Regions from separate parts of the Mus musculus genome. Here all the other regions are linked to region 4. The links are chromatin contacts, called in public HiCAR-type, HiChIP or PLAC-seq and promoter capture Hi-C maps. All regions are on one chromosome and are shown on one strand. The core of a region is the stretch at or near the end of the contact, and the rest is flanking DNA. Distances in the headings are between cores, read along the strand shown. Region 1 overlaps Glcci1 (glucocorticoid induced transcript 1). Region 2 overlaps Ica1 (islet cell autoantigen 1). Region 3 has its middle 9.5 kb from the start of Gm46950. Region 4 holds the start of Mios (meiosis regulator for oocyte development). Region 5 has its middle 8.2 kb from the start of Gm46950.

Region 1 (3,340 bases), core at 791-3,290, 320 kb after region 4:
TGAGACAGAGTTTCTCTGTATAGCCCTGGCTGTCCTGGAACTCACTTTGTAGACCAGGCTGGCCTTGAACTCAGAAATCTGCCTGCCTCTGCCTCCCAAGGGCTGGGATTAAAGGCATGCGCCACCACCACCCGGTTTAAATGCTTAAATCTTTATTTATTTATTTATTTTATTACATATTTTCCTCAATTACATTTCCAATGCTATCCCAAAAGTCCCCCATACCCTCCCCCCCACTTCCCTACCCACTCTTTCCCATTTTTTTTGGCCCTGGCGTTCCCCTGTACTGGGGCATATACAGTTTGTCTGTCCAATGGGCCTCTCTTTCCAGTGATGGCCGACTAGGCCATCTTTTGATACATATGCAGCTAGAGTCAAGAGCTCCGGGGTACTGGTTAGTTCATAATGTTGTTCCACCTATAGGGTTGCAGATCCCTTTAGCTCCTTGGGTACTTTCTCTAGCTCCTCCATTGGGAGCCCTGTGATCCATCCAATAGCTGACTGTGGGCATCCACTTCTGTGTTTGCTAGGCCCCGGCATAGTCTCACAAGAGACAGCTACATCTGGGTCCTTTCGATAAAATCCTGCTAGTGTATGCAATGGTGTCAGCGTTTGGAAGCTGACTATGGGGTGGAGACTGGATATGGCAGTCTCTACATGGTCCATCCTTTCATCTCAGCTCCAAACTTTGTCTCTGTAACTCCTTCCATGGGTGTTTTGTTCCCAATTCTAAGGAGGGGCATAGTGTCCACACCAGTCTTCATTCTTCTTAAGTTTCATGTATTTAGCAAGTTGTATCTTATATCTTGGGTATCCTAGGTTTTGGGCTAATATCCACTTATCAGTGAGTACATATTGTGTGAGTTCCTTTGTGAATGTGTTACCTCACTCAGGATGATGCCCTCCAGGTCCATCCATTTGCCTAGGAATTTCATAAATTCATTGTTTTTAATAGCTGAGTAGTACTCCATTGTGTAAATGTACCACATTTTCTGTATCCATTCCTCTGTTGAGGGGCATCTGGGTTCTTTCCAGCTTCTGGCTATTATAAATAAGGCTGCTATGAACATAGTGGAGCATGTGTCCTTCTTACTGGTTGGAACATCTTCTGGATTTATGCCCAGGAGAGGTATTGCTGGATCCTCTGGTAGTACTATGTCCAATTTTCTGAGGAACTGCCAGACTGATTTCTAGAGTGGTTGTATAAGCCTGCAATCCCACCAACAATGGAGGAGTGTTCCTCTTTCTCCACATCCTCGCCAGCATCTGCTGTCACCTGAGTTTTTGATCTTAGCCATTCTGACTGGTGTGAGGTGGAATCTCAGGGTTGTTTTGATTTGCATTTCCCTGATGATTAAGGATGTTGAACATTTTTTCAGGTGCTTCTCTGCCATTCGGTATTCCTCAGGTGAGAATTCTTTGTTCAGTTCTGAGCCCCATTTTTTAATGGGGTTATTTGATTTTCTGGAGTCCACCTTCTTGAGTTCTTTATATATGTTGGATATTAGTCCCCTATCTGATTTAGGATAGGTAAAGATCCTTTCCCAATCTGTTGGTGGTCTTTTTGTCTTATTGACGGTGTCTTTTGCCTTAAATGCTTAAATCTTTACCCACCTTTTTCTCTTCCTCCCACTCCATTCCCATAACTCCTCCCAGATCCACCCTCACTTCCCTTTTTTTTTTGTTTTAAATAACCTACTGAGTCCAATTTGTGCTGTTACTATTCTCAATGGCTATAGGATCAGCCACTAGAGTATGGTTGACCCAGTAGGGATCATTTCTTTAAAGAAGCTGTATTTTTCCTTGCCAAAGAAGCCATCACCTGTCAGTAGGTCCTCAGGAATAGGGGGAACCTCCGTCTTCTACACTGACTTGTTTACTCTTGTGCAGGCAGCCACAGTTAATGTGAGTTCCCGAGTGCAATTATCTTGTTCTGTCTAGTAGACACTGTTTCACTCTGCTTCTCCCTAACCTCTGGCTCTTAAAATCTGCCTTGGCCATGAAGCCTGGGGGGGTGGGGTGGGTGATAAAGATGTTCTATTTATGATAGAGCACATGCACACTTGTTCTACGCACATTTATCAGTTCCTGCATTAGCCACCACCCACTGTGCAAAGAAACTTAAAATGAGGATTGATAGCTGCATTAATCTGTACATAGATAGTTATGAACTTACAGGACAGTGTGAGATTGTATTCTTTTAACAAAAATAGTAATAATAGACTCACTCCCTGGGGCCCAAGAGCATATTCACCATGGGTTTTCAGCTGGGTTAGCAGTGCAAGAAATGCTTTTCCTTTGTGGAGTGGGTGTTAAATCCAATGAGAAAGCAGTTGTTTACCATTGTAACATTTCATGCTACTGTTGCACCCATGGGGATATCTTGTCACACTGGTCATTGTGGTTCACAAAGTTGTCAGTTGGGTAAAGCTGTTGCTAACTTCCTCTCAGCAACCTCTATTAGCTCCCTCTGGTGCTGTGAAAGCTGGCAGCAAAGAAGCCTCTTGGTCAGTACCTACTTGATTTCTCCGTGTGCTGTGAACAAAATATGTGGGGTCTTCAACAGTAGTTCTTAGCATCAAATTCTGCTGCTCAGCCAAGAGAAGGAGCAACAGCCTGTGTCTGTGTGTCTGTCTATCATCTGTCTGTAACATACATACATCACACATACATACATACACACACACATACATACATACATACATACATACATACATGTTATTTATTTTGTTGGGCTGTCTCTAGTTTAACTGTGACCAACAACATGATGTTCCGCTGCCTGGCACTAGGGTTTGAATTTGGTACAATAAAGCTTCTGGGAGGACCATTATCCCTTGTGTAGTATAAACTAATTAAACTTGATATGAATAAATAATGTGTTTCTATATGCTTTTAAAACGTTCTAATGTTAACCAAATCTTCATTCAGCTTTTATTTTTTTAGTCTTCATAAGCATTCGTGTGAGCCTTTATTTAAAATTGAAATTTTGCTGTATAGCCAGTGCTTAATTTGGAAAGTGACTTTTTGAAGATCTGACTGGTTATTGCAATTAGTTAGCTCTAGAAGCTTAGCTTGTCTTTGCAAATTTCAGAGAACTGATTGCTCTTTCTGTAGAAGGATACTTTTTTTTTTTTAGGTATTTATTTCATTTACATTTCCAATGCTACCCCAAAAGTTCCCCACACGCTCCCCCACCCACTCCCACTTCTTGGCCCTGGTGTTCCCCTGTACTGAGGCAGATAAAGTTTGCACAACCAGTGGGCCTCTCTTTCCACTGATGGCCGACTAGGCCATCTTCTGATTCATATGCAGCTAGAGACACCAGCTCTGGGGAGTACTG
Region 2 (3,439 bases), core at 342-2,841, 420 kb after region 4:
CTTGGGCAAAAACTTCCAATAACAACAACAACAACAACCAAAAAAACAAACCAAACCAAACCAAACCAAAACCAAACCAAACCAAACCAAACCAAACCAAACCAAACCAAAAAAATCAAACATGCTGGCTCTTTCTAAATCAGTACTTTCTAATTCTGAGGCTGATGGATTGGTTTTTTCACTCACCCAGAACTCAAAATCAACTTGACATTTCTAAAATTACATTTCGAGGGGAATGAATCTGTAAAGTGAACCGAGAGCCAGTGCCAGTTGGGGAAAGAAGGCAGGCACAAACAGAATCATGCCTCGTCCCTCCTTACAGTGTGTGCGTTCTTTATCTGTTAGCTGAGGAAAAGGGAGGGGAACCGGGGGTCATGCTGAAGCCATCAGAAATAGCCAGAAAGCCAAGGAGAGCCTGGGTCTACCTGTAGCTCAAGCTCCATTGTAACGGTGGCTCAGGCTGCCCGAAGGGAGTTGGAGATGAAGCGAGACTTGTTTGGCAAAGAGGGTAAAGACATATTGTCTCCTTCATGGCAGAGATCACACTTGTGTGGGCAGTTGGGGAGACCCCAAGGTGGGTCCCAGAGGAAGCCTCTTGGCCAGGCGGGTGTACGGGGCTCTTACAAGAGAGCCAGGTGGCAGCTGCTTCCCCTTACTTAGGAGAGGTGGTCAAGGGGCTTTGTGTGAGCAGGGTCAAAACGTGCCTCTCAACAGGGATCAAGAGGCTGCCCCAGTGGATTGCAGATGGGAAAGGAGACTGAGTCTTCTTCTTTTCTTTCCTTTTCATGAGAAATATAAAGACAATTTGGGGAGAAAATGCCTCCATGAGCAACCCTTTCCTTTTCCGGTTGCAAAGCTTATTCAACCACTGTGATCCACTACCCCCCACTCACTGATCAGTTTTAAAAGGCAGCCTCCTACTGCTTATCCTATTCCAAACTCTACCTCCCTCAACCTCCATGCCTTCCCATCGCCTAGACGGAGCCAGACAGGCCTTCCAGATTCAGCTCCTCACTGTGACTTCTGGGGTTTCCATGGCTACAAACAAATGTGACCTGGGATGAAACTAGAACCCTTACTCCTCATTCCATGCTGGGCAACTTGACCTGGCGATCATTAATCCACGCAAGTGGCACTGTCTAATGGTAGAGGCATGTGTCTAAAGCACGTATCTGTCAAGGCTAGGAAGCACCATCCTGGCATGGCTGGAGGAGAGCGGTAGGGCAGGAGCCAAACTCTCAGGAGACAGTAGAGCTTCATCCTTGGAGAACTGAAGGTGCAGGTAGAGGCTCCACATTCTCATGGTGGAGGTGGACTGTGAGGAAGCTCTTGAGGACTGAAGAAGGCTGTCATGGAGTCTCACATAGCACACAGGCCCCTGGGACGGTACATTAAAGGGGTGGCAAGCATGCCTGTGTTTAGAGGAGTGTGAGGTTGGGTTCTGATTCTGTATCGTGACAACCTCAAAGTGTATTAACGTGGAGCTGAGAAATCTGCCAGAGACGATTCTGGCAACAAGACCTCTGATAGCACAAGACAGCAAAGCCAGGGAAAGCTACCCAAGCCAGGCCCTCAGCTGGCTCCCAGACATTTCCTTTACCAAGAAGACATCTGTAACGGCCCGTGTCTCCAGCCCTCAGAGTGGTTTTAGAACTGCAGGCAGGTCCTTTCTGAGGGTGAGTTTCTGAAGGAAGCCCAGGGAGCCTTCTCTGAGATAGGCAACAGGAGCCCTCAAGAGGCCTAAGCACAGAGAACCTTTTTTTCTGGACCACTAACTTACACAGGGCCTTCTGTGCATTGCTTAGGTCTACATGAGGGCATGTGAGAGGGCCCTAACTTAGCAGGTTACCTGTGACATAGAGAAACTCTGGGGTCTGGGAGTCTGACAGGGTATCTAAGTTGTTGATGTGGCTACATGTGAATCTGTAATTACCACTATTTCTTGGTCCTACAAAAGTCCCAGGCAGCCCTTGTAGCTGGCTGCCTTATTTGGGGATGTACAGTTCTGACCAATAGCTGCAGAACTGCCCATGGGGCCCCCTGCCCCTCTATTGCACCTTCAATGATGCTTTTCTTAGCACAGCTGGGTCTCCACACAGAATCCACGACTTGAGTTTGTATAGCAAATGTTGTCTTAATGTTTAAAATTTTCTGTTTAAAAAAAAAAAGGTTCCATGAGGCTCCTGGAGTTTATGCTTTTGAATTCAGCTACGGAAAAGATAAAAGGAGACACTAGGATGTGCAAGGATGGCTGCCTTCAATAGAAAGGTCCATGCAGCAGAAAGCAGCCCCACTCCTCTGCCAGTGTGGCACGTGGCCGCAGTCAAGTGTGGCAGGGGACAGTGTCTTCGGTTGTCTGGATCTTCATCCAGAGCTCAGTGGACAGTGGCATGGCAGAAGGGCTCTTCCTGACACCTCTTCTGAGAGGGATGGGGACGTGAGAAAGCACTTTGAGCCTCCTGGTGCCCCTGAGGACGTGTGTAAGTCCACATGCAGGTGTGTGATTTAGCCTTGGATTTTGGGTGTCAGCAAGAGTAAGCAGTGGCCTGCCAGCGGCCCCTGTGTACTCCTCTACTGTTCAATGCACACGGACTACATACAAACCAAACAGGAGTGAATAACTATAGCGATAGAAACAGGGCCTTGACCCTCTCATTTTATTAAAATGGCATGTAAATATTAAAACAGCACACTGAGCATATTAGACTTCTGCAAGCCCTGGATGAGGTGCCGCGGAGTGGCCCGAGGGCTCCCTGTTGAAGGTTGCAGACTCATGCATTGAGCAATTCGTGTTCTTTATCAGTTTTCCCAACAGCATCAGGGTTTGATAAGGGGTCGAGGTCAGCAAAGAGGCTGAACCAGGCAGTCAGGTCCGAGGCAGCCTTGGCAGGCTCTGGGGAAAGAAGAAGAAACATGAACAAACCCACCTTCTCAATGAGCACCTCAGGAGGGACAAATCCCATGATCCTTGGGGAATTTCATGTCCCCTGAAGGGCTGGCTAACACAAACCTTGGCCTGAGACTCAGTTAACTAATTTCCATCTTCAGGGCACCTCCAGCAATGGCTACAGCTCACAGAGGTACTCAAAACGGCACATGCTGTCTGTCTCCCTCAACCGAGAAGCAGCTTGGCTATTTCAGAAATCAGACTGAAGCAAGGTGCCTTCTGGTGTCTGCCGGAGGGTTCCCTTTAAGTCCCACGGGCCAGGAGCCATCTGCGGTTTCTCCTTTCACCCTTCAAAGACGCAGGCCCACAGGAGGTCATACCCAGGCCCAGTCTCTCTACCATTACAATCACTGCCTTTCCTAGCTCTTCCTGTCAAAGGCTAGGTCCTTCCTTTCCCTTTCCCTTTCCCCTTCCCTTCTCCCTTCCCTTCCCTTCCCTTCATGGGCTTGAAATCCCCCCCGTTCAGCCTCACTGGAGCTCTTCCCTCTACTT
Region 3 (3,139 bases), core at 134-2,633, 480 kb before region 4:
TCTTGGTTTGACTTGGGTTGAAGCCCGTAAATGTCTAGGGGAACCCTTCGGGCTGATGAGAGTGGCAGTGTGAGTCTGGGTGTCTGTCCTATCACTGTTGACATAATGTAAAGCTTTGTTTTCTATGGTTTCCATTATCTAACCTCTCCACACGCTATCTTTGGAAACCTACAGTACTTTCTGTCATCTTCTCTTGCTGCTTTGAGGGAGAACTCCTGGAAAGAAGCGGTCTGCAGAGACTGACTGACTAATGTCAGTCCTGTGGGGGTGGGGGTGGGGGTGGGGTGGGGGTGGGGGTGGGAATGTTACAGGTCCAACGGCTACTTAGTTTATCTTAGGCTTGCTTTAGTCACAACTCCTAACAGCCATTCCTTGCTCACCTGTGTCAGAACTAACATCCTGTGACTAACGGATGAAAACCTTGGGAATCTATTAACTGAGTAGGCCCCTAGCTTGCACCAACTCCAAGGCTAAGAATGTCATCCGACAGCGTCTGAAGACGTACAGAAAGGACGACCTCCAAGCTTGCTGTAACCGCCTCTCTAAAGTACCCCTCCATGTGTTTCCAACTCGCCTTGATTTATGACTTTGTTCTGTAAATCTATAAATGTTCATGAATCTGCTTCCACTTTGAAGCAAGTAGTTTGGGGTGGCTTAAATCTGAATTCCTAGCCTTGGTCACTCAAAATGGCCCCAGAGTAAACCATCTTAGCCCCTTAAAGATGAAAGCTGTGGCTGTGGCACCAGCAGTTATGGTGCCACGGCATTCTAACAATGCCCCACTTTTCACTGGAGGAATTACCCGATTGGAAGCCAGCTGTGTGCATGGACCCACTGAGGCCAGGCTATTTGGTGTTATTTCCTCAGGCAGATTGTTGGTGTGATTTTTCTCCTGGGGCTCTGGTTGGGCTTCTAGTTTGGTTGGCAGTACATTTTCCCCAAATTACAAATTATAAATGTGACACAAACCAAATTCTTATATTCTACTTTTTTAAACCGTTAGACAAGTGTTTCCTATCGAAATTTACGTCCCTCAAGTCAGAATGCCTTGCATGAGACTGTGCAATAAAATCACTGCCCACCAGGTGGCAGTCATGGTACAGTAGCTCTCAAAGACTGGCGTTGATTGGGGAGTTGCTCAACGTTTAAACAGAGTTGCCATCTGACCCAGTAATTCCATTCTTAGATTTATACGCAGGAAAGTGTAAAACACATGTCTATACAAAAACTTGTACATGAACGCTTGTGACTATTAACGGTAGTCAAAATGTAAAGTACCCAGTGTCCAGACACTAAGAAGGCCATAAACAAAATATGGTATATACAAAGGGAAGGGTGTTACTCAGCCACAAAAATGAACAAAGTGCAGATTCATGCTGCAGCATACATGAACAATGAAAACATTATACTAGGCAGGAGCCAGACAGAAGAGGTTCAGGTTGTGTTAGTCTATCTATATGAACTCTGTTCGCAAAGTAACAGAGACAGAAAGCTGGCTAATGAGTGCGGAAAGCTGGGCAGAAAGCATAGGAAATGACTTTCTTCTTCAGGTGATGAACAATATCATAAAGTTAGTTGTTAACACCTTTGGGAAGATGCTAAACCTACTACACTGTACAGTTTAAACAGCAAATATTATGTGTGAAGGATGGCATAGGAAACACAAGACTTAACAAAACAGTCATAAAGCCACTGTTGCAATGGGGTTGGAGTGGGGGTGTCCATTAAAATTAAGAAAATGCCACCACCAACGTGTCTCAATAGCACAAAATGTGTGGGGAATACTATTTTGAGCATTAGCGAGTCACTATATGACATAGACACATAATGCCTATACTGTCTGGTTTTATGTGTCATCACATGTCAGAGTCACCAGAGAGAAAGGAGCCTCAGTTGAGGAAATGCCTCATGATATCTAGCTGTAAGGCATTTTCTCAATTAGTGATCAGTGGGGGAGGGCCCCATCGTGGATGATGTTATCCCTGGGCTAGTGGTCCTTGATTTTATTAGAGAGCAGGCTGAGCAAGTCATGAGTAGCAGGCCAGTAAGCAGAACCTCTACGGCCTCTGCATCAGTCCCTGCCTCCAGGTTCCAGCCTGGCTAAGTTCCTGTCCTGACTTCCTCCAATGAAGGACAATGTGTAAGCCGAATAAGCCCTTTTCATCCCAACTTGGTTTTTGGTTATGGTGTCTTCATTGCAGCAATTCAAGCCCTAACCAAAACAATGACCAAAGGTTATAAGTTACAGTTGGCTTCTACTTCATTTCCAGAGCACAGCTAAGCAAGAGATGGTCCATAAGTCAAATCACAAATTACCCAGAAATTAAGAATTTACATTTTAAGGGTTGAAAGTAGCAAGAGAATTGTATGAAAGTCAAATTTTAGGATCTACAAATAAAAGTTTATTGGAACACAGCTGTGCCCATTTTGTGTGAGAATGACAGGTATTCTAGTTTGTTTCTCTGTTGCCATGGTAAAATACCAAAATAGCTTGTGGGGGTGGCTATTTGGCTCACAGGTTACAGTTCATCTTTGAGGGAAGCCGGGGAAGAAACTTAAAGGAGACACCATGGAAAAATCCTGCTCGATACCTCGTTTACTTGGCTTGCCCAGTTACCTTCCTTTAATCCCAGCACTTGGGAAGCAGAGGCAGACAGATTTCTGAGTTCCAGGCCAGCCTGATCTATAGAGTGAGTTCCAAGACAGCCAAGGCTACACAGAGAAACCCCGTCTCGAAAAAACAAAAACAAAAAAAGAATACTTGTGAAAAATACCAGTGCACCTCACTGTGTTTGCGTCTTTCCTGCTTCCTTTGAACAAATAAGCCAAATCATCCACACTATGCTAACATTTGCCTTCCTGCTCAATTAAGATTCTATTGTTTCTGTGTTTCTTACTGATTTAAATGAGCACAAAGGCCTGGGGTGGGTGCCCTTCCAGCTGTTTGCTCATATCATATCTGTTTCCTCCTCTTCTTCTTCCTCCTCCTCCTCTTCCTTTTCTGCCCTCTAACTGAGATCCTCCTGCCTCTACCTCCCAAGTACCGGGATCCAAGGTGTATACCACTACACCCAGCTATATAGTTTTTCTTCAGCCTGGGTTAACAGACAGTGTTTATTCTTCTCTTTCATATCCTTCA
Region 4 (3,557 bases), core at 724-3,223:
TGGCAATTTGAGTCTTCATCATCTTTTACTTGGCTATTCTACAATTCCAACTCTCCATGGAAAAACTGGTTATATCACTGTCCTAGTTAAAATTATCAGTGACTCCACAATTTCCTTTATGAAAAAGCCTATGCAAAGACAGTAAGCTAATTTTCAATGAATTTCTGATAGGACTTCTCAATCTCTCCTCACCTCTGGTTTATTCATATATTAGTTTCTTCCTTAATCTTGATGCATATTAAGTCCATCGGTATACATCTCAGAGTGCGGTTAGTGTCAAACTCAGATATCTTATATTTTTCCTATGCATATATATCTATTATAAACTCTAATTTATAAATTAGGTACAGTAATGGCAACAATTATATAATATAATAGTTATAAAAAATGGTGGACCCTTTATACTCTGCAATGATACTAAGATCCATGTATGCTCAAATGTTTTATCTTAGTTGGTGTTATTTGCATATAACCTACATACATTCTCTGTACCTATTTCTACATTACTTATAATAGTTACACACTATAAATGATATGTAAAGAATTCCTATACTACATTTTATAGTAAAACATGACAAGGAAAATGTACAAGTTTGATTGATATATATATATATATATATATATATATATATATATACACACACACATATGTATGGAAAGACAGACAGACATAAGAGAAAGTTATTTTCATGTAGCTAGCCTAGCTCAAACTCAGTATATTGTTGAGTCTATCTTTTAATTCTTTGATCCTTCTGCTTCAACCTCGGGAGTGTTGATATTATAGACGAACACTACCATACCCAATTTTAAAAACATTTTGATCTGTGGTGGTTGAACCTGCACAGGCAGAGCTAGAGGATCTGGAGGGCCAACAGCACTATAATAAATCATATGTGAATCTCTCTCTCTCTCTCTCTCTCTCTCTCTCTCTCTCTCTCTCTCTCTCTCTCATGCTTATAAGCATGATTTGTCAATACCTACATGTTAAGACAAAATGGAGTGATTGATGTATTGTGATGTATTGTAGTATGCTGCTACTTGGTAAGGGTCACTTGAAGGTGAGCACTGACAGACAGATCTGATGGCCCAGATTGCAGCTTGGGTACACTGTGACTATGGGTAGTTGAATGATGTTCAGGATCGGACTGAACAGGACTCAGAAAGATTTCATAACATTCTAAAATTCAAATTTAGGTGTTCTTTAATTCGAATCGTTCACCTAATATTTTCAGGCTTTGACTGGTCAGTGGTTACTGAGACTTCATAAGCAAACTCACAGGTAAATGAGAGACTTGCTTTCCCATTGCTGTATCCTGTTTCCTGACACAGTATTCAGTTCTAGAAGGCCTTTCTCTTCCAGTTGTTTCCGTCTTTAACTTTTCTGTGACCAATCCATGTTTGTCTTTCTTAGTCTAGTGATCCTCAAGGAAGTTCTTCTGATGCCCCACCCAACCTGAGGGAGGTGCTCTCCCAGGTAGCTTAAAAAAGCCATCACTCTTTTGTCCTGTTTCCTACAAGGGTCTTTTTTTTTTTTTTTTTTTTTTTTCTCATTCCTATATCCCAACACGGTGTGACTCAACAAGGCATTCATGACCTCTTTTTGGAATAACTGAAATCGAATTATGAGCCCCAAATCCTTAAGTTTTTACGAAATCGCCCATCCTCTCTGTTCAGTGGAAATTAAAATGTCTCACATATGCTAAAATGTGTGTACCACCACGACCATGGTAGCTGGCTTCAGAGAAATAATCAAATTCCATGAGAGCAGGGTTAAAGAATGGCTGGCTTGCTGGAGAGGGGTCCCGGGGCAGGGCCCACACTGGGCGGAGCGCTCGAGAGGGAGGCGGGGACTCTAGGTTGTGGCCCTGCCCACAAGAGGGCGACGGAAGGGGCTCAACTCAAGCGCGGAGCGCTCGGGAGGAAGGCGGGGTCTCCGCGCGGCGGCCCCGCCCCGGGGCGGTGCCGGGCGAGGGGAAGGCGGGGCTCGCGGCGAGGAGGTCTGCTTCGGAGGCGGCAGGGTGGTTTGGTCGGGGGCCCAGCGGGTGGCCCGGGTCACCGCCCGTGCTTCGGCGGCCATCTTGCCCGCGCCCGTCTCCCGCGGCGGGAGGGGCGGCGTACAGGCCGGAAACGTCTGTGTGGCGACAGGCCACCTCCTCAGGTCAGTGAGTGCGGCCCGGAGCGGGTGTCTGCGTGAGGCCCGGGGTGGCAGCCGCGGCCGCTTCCTCAGAGCCTCGCCGGCGGGTGGCGTTCCGCTCGATCAGTGCGATGGTCACGGCACCGGGCTGCTGGCGGGCCTCGTGTGGAGCCTTGGGGCGTCCCGCGGCCGCGTGGCGACCGTCCTCCGTGCGGCCGCGCCGGGAGTGCGGAGCCGCGTCCCCCGCCGCCCAGCGGCTCAGCCAGGTGTCTGGACCGTGGGAGTCACGATCAGATTCCTGGTTTACCCGGAATAACAACACGATGAGTTCCAGTTGTACCCAATCAAATCCTTGTTAAAGGGCCTGTCACCCCCGTGAGCTCTGTTCCCTACCGACACGAATAATGCAAATTCCTTGAGAGGAATGGCTCAGCAAACGACTGCTCTTGTTGGCTTTTTTGAATAACTATAGTTTAACGAAAATATAGATGCGCAATGTCTTGTGGAGATGGTAGTACTCCAAATTTCCTGAAACTGCTATCGTTTACTTAGCGCGGAAAGAAAGACGACAGACCATATAATTGTATGTTTTGCGTTATGACAGTGTTTTGAATGTGTGCCCAGTTGCCACGTGGGGTTAAGATGCTTTGTAAGTGTATAGACTGGATTCCCAAGATTTAATAAAAATATAAAAACTTTCGTATTTTTTACAGTGTTGTATATTTTAAATTATTTCTTATTTGATAGGTTAAATTAAAAGATATTCTAAATTTCGTTTGCTACTTCTGAAATGTGCCCGCTAGAGAATTATAAGTGGTGGTTCACTAAATTTCTTTTGGATAGTGTTACCCATGTTCTGGTGGTGACTTGTGGGGAACCATTGAAGGGAAATGAACACTGACTAAATTTGAAGGTGAGGACCTAAATTATTGCCATCTCTTAGCCCCTCCATGGATTTGGCAGTTGTCTCCAGCATCTGAAAGCATTCACTTCCAGGACTGGTTGAAAGAACTAAATAGGGACAACAACATCTGTATGAAGCAGAGAACTCAACTGTGATGAGTTGGTGTTAGAACTTTGTGTGGTGGAAATTACTTAGATGTTACCCAAGTCATAAGGGACTTGTAATCGTCTAAACTAATAAGTGCATGAAAGACTTTCTGAGCCCTTACTGGTTTTTGTTGTTGTTTGCTTGTTTTGTTTTTTGCTGTCCTCCGTATTTATATTATGTATGTTAATAAGCAAGGACCCATTTGTATAGAGTGTTAGATTTCTTAACAGGATGGTTATAGACATACTGGTTTTCTAGGGCCATCTTTGTAATGTGCAACTCTATGCAGGAGCGCCAGCCGAGCATTTAGAATGACTAGCAGTTAGAAGCTGCTATGTCACTCCTTGACATTTTCATTTTGCACTGGGCCCT
Region 5 (3,105 bases), core at 71-2,570, 490 kb before region 4:
CTTGTTCTGCAGGGCTAGGAGCAACACAGTACTTAACCAGTGAAATTGAGAAAGTAAATTATATGGCTCTCAACACCATGCATCACATTTAGGGAGTAATGTCAGTTGTCTGGAGGGAGCAATTGAGCAGAGTTGAAAACGGACAAAATTAGAAATGCAAACAGAAGATGAGCAACTGCTCACTTGTAGATATCAGAGGACAACTTTTGGAAATTGGTCCTTGCCTTCTAACTTGTTTTTGAGTCAGAGTCTCTCTTATTTTTGACACAGTGTATGCCAGGTTAACTAGCTTTTGAATTTCCTTGCAATTCTCTTGTCTCTGCCTCCCATCTCACCATACAAATTACAGATGCATACTTTTTACAAGTGTGTACAGATTATAGATATGGCTTTTTGTTTGGGTTCTGTAGTCTAACTAAATTTTTGGGCTTCAGAAGAAAGAACTTTTACTCAGTGACCTATGTCCCTGACTGGAGGGAAAACTTCTTTCTACATTCTTAATTTTACAAATGATAAACTAGAAATTAAACCAACTAGAGATGTTTTAACAACAACAACAAAAAGACAAACAACTTCATCTCTTAAAAATGTTCAGATCCTATATGGAGGGAAATTTTTAATTTTTTTAAGGATGTTGTATGAGAGAGGAAAGAAGGAAAGAAAAAAGAAAAAAGAAAGAAAGGAAGAAAGAAAGAAAGAAAGAAAGGAAGGAAGGAAGGAAGGAAGGAAGAGAGAGAGAGAGAAAGAAAGAAAGAAAGAAAAGAAAGAAAGAGTTCTTAAGCTCTTACCTTTCTTACTCTCATCTCTAGCCCTCCTTCTCCCCCTCCCTTCCCCCATCTCTCCATGTGGCCATGGCTGGCCTCCCTCTTTCTACCTTCTCTTTTTCTCTCTGCCTTTCTACAATAAAGCTCTAAAACCATAAAAAAGAAAAGAAAAGAAGAAAAGGGGGGGGGAGAGAGAGAGAGAGAGAGAGAGAGAGAGAGAAGAAAAAAGAAAAAAGAAAGAAGGGAGGGCTGGAGGGATGGAAGGACGGAGGAACGGAGGGAGGAAGGACAGAAAGAATCCTGTATGCAAAGGTAGAATAAAATTTTGCCTTCTAATTTCTAAATGATAAACTGTATTTAACAAAAGATGCAGGTTTTTATTTTACTAAATTACACATGATTTTTACTAACTTCTGGTTCCTAGTGCCATGGGATTACATAATCTATTGGCCTGTTTTTCTGCCAAATCCACTGACATTTTTCTGAACTCTCTAGCCAGCCCCTCATGGGTGATGGCCATGACTCTATCTAGATCACTCCTGGGACTTCAGAATTCTGGGAATGTTCTACGATGTTAGGAATAGCACAAGTGATTATTGTCACATCACTTGTTTGTCAGTCTGTTCACAAGCCTAATAAACTCCCCTCTAGGAAACTAAGCCCTAAATAGGAAAGGTGTCATATATCAAGGTTGCACAGGCTGAGGGCAAGGAAGTTAAATATATAGAATGATAGTTTACACTAAGGTTAGAGTCAAAGAGGAACACCCACCATGAAAGCTAAGAATTTCCCAGACTCCAAGGGTACAATACAAGGAAAATCTTCAGGGATAGCAACCATATTCCAGTGTAGGCCCATGCCCAGGAGTTGACAACATAAAATAAACTTCACACAGGGTTTTTGTTTGTCTGTTTCATTTGGTATTTTTTGTTTGTTTGTTTTACTAGTTTTTTTGTTTGTTTTGATTTTCATTTTAATTGCCATTGTTGTTGTTTGTTTGCTTGCTTTGTTTTTTGGTTGCTTTTGAGAAAGACAAGATGAAGTTGAGTGGGTGGAGAGGTGGCGAGGTTATGGAAGGAGTTAGGGGAGGGAAAAAACATGGTCAAAATATTCAGAATTGCCTAGGAAACAGTTAAAGAAGTTGGAAGACTTCCCAGTCCAAGGAATCAAATCGCTTCCCCTGAGAAATGTGCTGAGCGTGTCACAGTGGAAAGACAGGAGGGTAAGGCACTGGTGCACATGGTGGGAGGGAGCTGACTTGGGACAAGAAGCTGGAAACCATTCACACCTAATAGTACAATCAATAAAGAGACAAAAAGCCTTGGCACTCAGTCAGAAGCAGAGGTGAGACCGCACATGGCTGGCTGATTAGTACAGATTTCTTTGTTAGAGATTAGGACAAAGGGAAAGCACAGAACATGAGAAAACAGATTCTATGAAAGAACCGTTCATCTCTGCAACTTAGACCTGGTACTGGGGAGGCATGTGAACCAATTTCTGACAGAATAGGAAAATTTGGAGTAGTGAGGAGAGCATATTAACACTGCTACAGTCCATGATTCACAGAAAAATTATACCCCGGACTCAAGCAGCATGTAAGAGTGTTTATTCTGCAGAAGTCCAGCATACTGGGGCCTCCCATTACCAGAATAGAGAGACAACCAAGTGAGCTTGCAGGCCTGATTTAAAGCACATTAGGAAATCCCAGGGTAGGTGACCTCTATGTTAATCTGTTGGGTTCATCTCTATGGACATTCCATTACCATGGTGTGGGCACTGGAAACCGTTGCTGACCCACTGTTCTTGCCTCAGGCCAGGTGGCAGGGCAGCTTCTGAGGCCTGAACTTGCCTGTAATTGTCCAGTTCTTGGAACAGAGATTTAGGCCTAGTCTCCTTAACTGCCAATTTGAAGCCTGACATGGAGTCAGCCTAGCCTTCTCAATAGAGAATATTGGAACTGATAAGGTAATAAGTTTGTGTAAAAACAAAAGACAGTGGTAGAAATGTCTGACAATTAACAAAGCACATACTAGGATTGTATCTCAATGACTCAAAGAAAACTTTTCTTCAAATTGAATTTCTGTATGATGGGAAAGTACCTCCAGCCACTCTCCCCAAACACTTCTGGGCCAGGAAGTTCCCAGATCTCATTTGTCCTGTACTGAAGGACCCTGGCCTGTAGACATCTGCTCATTCTTGGTGTTTGTTAAGTATTCCCTATCAACGCTTTGGTTTAAATAATGATCTCCCCTGTTCAGGCGCCAATCTGTTGTAAGCAGCCCCGAGGCCTACATGAACCAGGTACACCTGGGAGGCAGGTTGGGGCTGAAAGAGACAAGAT

What was found. Promoter capture Hi-C pulls out the DNA fragments that hold promoters and counts their contacts. HiCAR-type assays count read pairs that join an accessible place to other places. HiChIP or PLAC-seq counts read pairs in DNA pulled down with a chosen protein or histone mark.
Region 1: a contact with region 4 is called in a promoter capture Hi-C map of pre-B cells, with 2.2 times the contacts expected there. The contact joins the enhancer-like site here to the promoter of Mios in region 4. A contact is called at or near these places in 2 of 39 promoter capture datasets (the C10 cell line and pre-B cells), 2 of 115 datasets of contacts at active chromatin or transcription factors (bone marrow-derived macrophages and stem cell-derived neural progenitor cells) and 2 of 9 other capture datasets (liver and macrophages).
Region 2: a contact with region 4 is called in a promoter capture Hi-C map of pre-B cells, with 3 times the contacts expected there. The contact joins the enhancer-like site here to the promoter of Mios in region 4. A contact is called at or near these places in 3 of 39 promoter capture datasets (the C10 cell line, hippocampal neurons and pre-B cells), 2 of 115 datasets of contacts at active chromatin or transcription factors (bone marrow-derived macrophages and pro-B cells) and 1 of 9 other capture datasets (pancreatic islet).
Region 3: an H3K4me3 HiChIP or PLAC-seq map of bone marrow-derived macrophages shows a contact between it and region 4, with 7 times the contacts expected there. The contact joins the enhancer-like site here to the promoter of Mios in region 4. A contact is called at or near these places in 20 of 39 promoter capture datasets (the 3T3-L1 cell line, 3T3-L1-derived adipocytes, the C10 cell line and 14 more), 1 of 15 datasets of contacts at CTCF or cohesin (large pre-B cells), 31 of 484 Hi-C or Micro-C datasets (the 3T3-L1 cell line, the AML12 cell line, the C10 cell line and 22 more), 16 of 115 datasets of contacts at active chromatin or transcription factors (PVALB interneurons, astrocytes, bone marrow-derived macrophages and 12 more) and 3 of 9 other capture datasets (adipose tissue, embryonic stem cells and liver).
Region 5: a contact with region 4 is called in a HiCAR-type map of fibro-adipogenic progenitors, with 5 times the contacts expected there. The contact joins the enhancer-like site here to the promoter of Mios in region 4. A contact is called at or near these places in 4 of 39 promoter capture datasets (cranial neural crest, embryonic stem cells, frontonasal cranial neural crest and 1 more), 5 of 115 datasets of contacts at active chromatin or transcription factors (embryonic stem cells, fibro-adipogenic progenitors, forebrain and 1 more) and 1 of 9 other capture datasets (adipose tissue).

The regions. Positions count from the first base shown.
Region 1 is chr6:8,529,266-8,532,605 of GRCm38.p6, forward strand. The region is part of intron 1 of Glcci1 (glucocorticoid induced transcript 1); the gene reads left to right. Among named protein-coding and RNA genes, the nearest start is that of Glcci1, 21 kb to the left of the region's middle. Within about 2 kb of position 2,041, at least 25 of the 459 cell types and tissues checked have an H3K27ac peak or open chromatin away from gene starts, as enhancers often do. A contact at or near this core is called in pre-B cells, where this site is marked.
Region 2 is chr6:8,627,905-8,631,343 of GRCm38.p6, forward strand. Ica1 (islet cell autoantigen 1) reads right to left here. Exons shown (of 14, transcript NM_010492.3): 14 at 2,623-2,893. The coding sequence ends at 2,772. Among named protein-coding and RNA genes, the nearest start is that of Gm35621, 6.3 kb to the left of the region's middle. Within about 2 kb of position 1,592, at least 9 of the 459 cell types and tissues checked have an H3K27ac peak or open chromatin away from gene starts, as enhancers often do. A contact at or near this core is called in pre-B cells, where this site is marked.
Region 3 is chr6:7,732,163-7,735,301 of GRCm38.p6, forward strand. No RefSeq gene overlaps it. Among named protein-coding and RNA genes, the nearest start is that of Gm46950, 9.5 kb to the left of the region's middle. Within about 2 kb of position 1,384, at least 26 of the 459 cell types and tissues checked have an H3K27ac peak or open chromatin away from gene starts, as enhancers often do. A contact at or near this core is called in the G1E-ER4 cell line, Sertoli cells, adipose tissue and 3 more, where this site is marked.
Region 4 is chr6:8,207,254-8,210,810 of GRCm38.p6, forward strand. Mios (meiosis regulator for oocyte development) reads left to right here and starts at 1,974. Exons shown (of 12, transcript NM_145374.2): 1 at 1,974-2,158.
Region 5 is chr6:7,714,476-7,717,580 of GRCm38.p6, forward strand. No RefSeq gene overlaps it. Among named protein-coding and RNA genes, the nearest start is that of Gm46950, 8.2 kb to the right of the region's middle. Within about 2 kb of position 1,321, at least 11 of the 459 cell types and tissues checked have an H3K27ac peak or open chromatin away from gene starts, as enhancers often do. A contact at or near this core is called in adipose tissue and fibro-adipogenic progenitors, where this site is marked.